2 separate regions of the Mus musculus genome follow, and region 2 is linked to region 1. The links are chromatin contacts, called in public HiChIP or PLAC-seq maps. All regions are on one chromosome and are shown on one strand. Each heading gives the region's core, a stretch centred on a gene start, on an enhancer-like site or on the middle of the called end of the contact. The rest is flanking DNA. Distances are from core to core; before and after follow the strand shown. Region 1 holds the start of Bmp2 (bone morphogenetic protein 2). Region 2 has its middle 330 kb from the start of Gm39940.

Region 1 (2,508 bases), core at 6-2,505:
AATTGCTGGATCTATCCCTTCCTCTCCTTTAATTTCCCTTGTAGACAGCCTTCCTTCAAAAATACCTTATTTGACCTCTACAGCTCTAGAAACAGCCAGGGCCTAATTTCCCTCTGTGGGTTGCTAATCCGATTTAGGTGAACGAACCTAGAGTTATTTTAGCTCCCCGACTGAAAAGCTAGCACACGTGGGTAAAAAAATCATTAAAGCCCCTGCTTCTGGTCTTTCTCGGTCTTTGCTTTGCAAACTGGAAAGATCTGGTTCACAACGTAACGTTATTCACTCTGGTCTTCTACAGGAATGCTCAGCCCATAGTTTTGGGGGTCCTGTGGGTAGCCAGTGGTGGTACTATGAAGGCTCCTGAATGTAGGGAGAAATGGAAAGATTTCAAAAAAGAATCCTGGCTCAGCAGCTTTGGGGACATTTCCAGCTGAGGAAGAAAACTGGCTTGGCCACAGCCAGAGCCTTACTGCTGGAGACCCAGTGGAGAGAGAGGACCAGGCAGAAAATTCAAAGGTCTCAAACCGGAATTGTCTTGTTACCTGACTCTGGAGTAGGTGGGTGTGGAAGGGAAGATAAATATCACAAGTATCGAAGTGATCGCTTCTATAAAGAGAATTTCTATTAACTCTCATTGTCCCCTCACATGGACACACACACACACACACACACACACACACACACATCACTAGAAGGGATGTCCACTTTACAAGTGTGTATCTATGTTCAGAAACCTGTACCCGTATTTTTATAATTTACATAAATAAATACATATAAAATATATGCATCTTTTTATTAGATTCATTTATTTGAATATAAATGTATGAATATTTATAAAATGTAATAATGCACTCAGATGTGTATCGGCTATTTCTCGACATTTTCTTCTCACCATTCAAAACAGAAGCGTTTGCTCACATTTTTGCCAAAATGTCTAATAACTTGTAAGTTCTGTTCTTCTTTTTAATGTGCTCTTACCTAAAAACTTCAAACTCAAGTTGAATATTGGCCCAATGAGGGAACTCAGAGGCCAGTGGACTCTGGATTTGCCCTAGTCTCCCGCAGCTGTGGGCGCGGATCCAGGTCCCGGGGGTCGGCTTCACACTCATCCGGGACGCGACCCCTTAGCGGCCGCGCGCTCGCCCCGCCCCGCTCCACCGCGGCCGCCCCGTAGGGCGCGCCGTCCACACCCCTGCGCGCCGCTCCCGCCCGCCCGGGGATCCCCGGCGCGCTGCGCCTCCGAGGGGGAGGTGTTCGGCCACGGCCGGGAGGGAGCCGGCAGGCGGCGTCTCCTTTAAAAGCCGCGAGCGCCGCGCCACGGCGCCTCCGTCGTCGCCGCCGGAGTCCTCGCCCTGCCGCGCAGAGCCCTGCTCGCACTGCGCCCGCCGCCGCTGCGCTTCCCACAGCCCGCCCGGGATTGGCAGCCCCGGACGTAGCCTCCCCAGGCGACACCAGGCACCGGACGCCCTCCCGGCGAAAGACGCGAGGGTCACCCGCGGCTTCGAGGGACTGGCACGACACGGGTTGGAACTCCAGACTGTGCGCGCCTGGCGCTGTGGCCTCGGCTGTCCGGGAGAAGCTAGAGTCGCGGACCGACGCTAAGAACCGGGAGTCCGGAGCACAGTCTTACCCTCAATGCGGGGCCACTCTGACCCAGGAGTGAGCGCCCAAGGCGAGCGGGCGGAAGAGTGAGTGGACCCCAGGCTGCCACAAAAGACACTTGGCCCGAGGGCTCGGAGCGCGAGGTCACCCGGTTTGGCAACCCGAGACGCGCGGCTGGACTGTCTCGAGAATGAGCCCCAGGACGCCGGGGCGCCGCAGCCGTGCGGGCTCTGCTGGCGAGCGCTGATGGGGGTGCGCCAGAGTCAGGCTGAGGGATGCAGAGTGGCGGCCCGCCCGCCACCCAGATCTTCGCTGCGCCCTTGCCCGGACACGGCATCGCCCACGATGGCTGCCCCGAGCCATGGGTCGCGGCCCAGCTAACGCAGAACGTCCGTCCCTCGCCCGGCGAGTCCCGGAGCCAGCCCCGCGCCCCGCCAGCGCTGGTCCCTGAGGCCGACGACAGCAGCAGCCTTGCCTCAGCCTTCCCTTCCCGTCCCGGCCCCGCACTCCTCCCCCTGCTCGAGGCTGTGTGTCAGCACTTGGCTGGAGACTTCTTGAACTTGCCGGGAGAGTGACTTGGGCTCCCCACTTCGCGCCGGTGTCCTCGCCCGGCGGATCCAGTCTTGCCGCCTCCAGCCCGATCACCTCTCTTCCTCAGCCCGCTGGGCCCACCCCAAGACACAGTTCCCTACAGGGAGAACACCCGGAGAAGGAGGAGGAGGCGAAGAAAAGCAACAGAAGCCCAGTTGCTGCTCCAGGTCCCTCGGACAGAGCTTTTTCCATGTGGAGACTCTCTCAATGGACGTGCCCCCTAGTGCTTCTTAGACGGACTGCGGTCTCCTAAAGGTAGAGGACACGGGCCGGGGACCCGGGGTTGGCTGGCGGGTGACACCGCTTCCCGCCCAA
Region 2 (2,508 bases), core at 7-2,506, 520 kb after region 1:
CTACATGCCTATGTTGTACATCAGACACAACAGAGACCTGCATGCCTTCTTTGAAGGAGATACATACATTTTCAGAATAAATTATTGTGTTATAATAGATACAACCGTATGGCCAAGGTGACCTAAATTGATTCCAGTCAAGCTGGGTCCAGATGCTCTGGAATAGGCTGGAAATCAATGAAAGAGGCAAGAGGAACCTCTTCAGAACTAAGCAAGAGAAAGCTACATTTACACCCTCCACAGTGTGAGGTGAATTGAGCCCCAGCAGGGAAACAGTGCCCCTGGAATGATCTTTTTCTGTCCTAGGAACAATAGTCTATTCTCACAGTTGGTTGTCCCAAAATTTTTGAAGAATATGAATCAAACATTGTGGAATGGATAGAAGTAATATAAAATTATAGAGTACTAGTATTGCTATTTTCTACATTTTCTTTGAATAAGAAACTAGAAATAAAAGAAAACCATGCAAATATATATATGTATATATGTATATCCTCTTAAAATTATGTGAGTGGTAGGAATTCTAAATTGATACACTAGTTTATCTGAGATCGCTGAAGTAACCAATGGTGGTAAGGGTTACACAATACACAACTTGATGCCAAGTCTAGCCCTGTCTGTCTCATGTCTGAGTTCCTGTTCTAGCAAGGGTACAAGTTCTCATACATAGAAAGCCCTCAGTTAATCCCTGTTAAAAAATCATGCCCAAGGTGTTGACCCTCCTGAGAATATGCTTAAGTTCTTCAGACACATAATTTCACATTTCTTTCTGAATGGTTTGCATTTAAACTGTTGTCAGTAACATCTGTAGTAGCATCTACAAACTTGGTGGACAGTTGTTGCTGGGAACCGTTCCCTAGACTCTAATTTGCTTGTATTTACCTGGAGGGTGAATACATCTATGCAGACTGCAAACTTTTCTCAAAGGTCTCTTGTCTTTCACTCTCCCTTACATCTTAATCCAGGCTTCTATGTATGAATAAACACCAATGCCTTTGCTCACAGGGCTGACCTATCATAGTCAAATACACACACACACACACACACACACACACACACACACACACTGAGGTAATCTTTATCCAGGCACTTTCTGATTATATTTCACTTTTTCACACTGTTGTCCCAGAAGACGTTGACGTCATCTGGAGACACAGTAGCGCCATCGGCCTTCAGAGGTTCAATTTATTCTGCCATCCGGAAACCCAGCCGACAAGGCAGCCAGTGTTTGGAATTAAGCTTCTGACATGCAGGGCATGGTGGAGTGCAAACATTGGTTAGCGCTTCCTTTCTCGGCCACAAAGGAAAGCCACACTGATTGGTATTCAGGAAAGGGACCTCCTGTTTCGAAGGATTCCTTCATGCTGTTCAGCAATACTCCTTAGGGTGGATTTTCCCATTTGAACTGCAAAGCTTAAACACAAATATTAACTACCTGAAGCTGCAAATAGCAGCATGGTACATTAAAAAAATAATGAATATTTTAACCAGCCTTTGCCCAACCAAGAAAAATATTATGCAGAAACAAGGCTGATTTTAGAAAAATGCCTAAGGAAACATTTTTTTTAAAGCGTTGAGCTTCCTTTCAAAGTTTGTTTTTGCTAAACATTCGTAGTTTTGCTTTTTCCAACTCAATTTTTATTATAAGAGAGGTCTCCCACATGTGCCTGACATTTCTTTCAGAATAGTAACTAATACACAAAACTTTGGGAAATGGTGGATAAGCTCTTAAATGCGACAGAAAGAATAAAATTCATTGCTCAGAAGGGAAGGCACCTCTTTGTAGGTATGTGTGCTTGAGGCCTCGTAGATACCGGGGTTCTGAGCGTTTAGACTAGTTACAGGTTTGTCTTGTCATTTATCAAATAAATTTTTTTTTATTTTGATTTAAGTTGATGGAGGGTAATTGTACATCTTTATGTGGCACGATGCGATCTCTCATCACCATTCTATTATTATGTGTGATGACCTAGACAAGACGTGTATCTACCACCTCAAACACCCTTTGTAGTGTTGGGAAAATGAACTCTTCTTTTCTAGTTGCTTTCAAACATAATCCTCTTAGTCAAAATCACTTTACAGTGCAATTGGACACAGAATCTTACTCTCATGCTCCGTGTCCATTCTATCTTCCAGACTCCTGTAACTACCATTCTACTTGGTACAGTAATGACAGCCACTGTTTACAATTTCAAACTTAGTGAAATTGTATCCTATTCAGCTTTCTGTATCATTTAGGATAATGTACTTTAAGTTATCCACATAGCCACAAATAGGACAAGATTTCATCTTTTTTTTTTTTTTTTTTTTTTTTGCACTGAATGCTGTTTCGTTCGGCTTATGTACTGTATTTTCCATATCACTCACTGTTGATGGGCTCATAGGCTGACTCCAGGCCATGGCTATTGTGACTAATGCTGCAACAACCATGTGTGTGTGGATGGCCTTTGAGGCTGACTTTATTCCCTTCCATGTATACCCCGAATTATATAGTACTTCAGTTAGAAA

The links. HiChIP or PLAC-seq counts read pairs in DNA pulled down with a chosen protein or histone mark.
Region 2: an H3K4me3 HiChIP or PLAC-seq map of embryonic basal ganglia shows a contact between it and region 1, with 4 times the contacts expected there. The contact joins the enhancer-like site here to the promoter of Bmp2 in region 1. A contact is called at or near these places in 6 of 39 promoter capture datasets (the 3T3-L1 cell line, embryonic stem cells, frontonasal cranial neural crest and 1 more), 8 of 115 datasets of contacts at active chromatin or transcription factors (embryonic basal ganglia, embryonic forebrain, embryonic hindbrain and 5 more) and 2 of 9 other capture datasets (embryonic stem cells and embryonic trunk).

Annotation. Positions count from the first base shown.
Region 1 is chr2:133,550,904-133,553,411 of GRCm38.p6, forward strand. It overlaps Bmp2 (bone morphogenetic protein 2), which reads left to right and starts at 1,256. Exons shown (of 3, transcript NM_007553.3): 1 at 1,256-2,448. RefSeq lists promoters at 1-2,221, 1,218-1,416, 1,906-2,221 and a cis regulatory region at 234-244.
Region 2 is chr2:134,066,990-134,069,497 of GRCm38.p6, forward strand. No RefSeq gene overlaps it. Among named protein-coding and RNA genes, the nearest start is that of Gm39940, 330 kb to the left of the region's middle. Within about 2 kb of position 1,257, at least 23 of the 459 cell types and tissues checked have an H3K27ac peak or open chromatin away from gene starts, as enhancers often do. A contact at or near this core is called in embryonic basal ganglia, where this site is marked.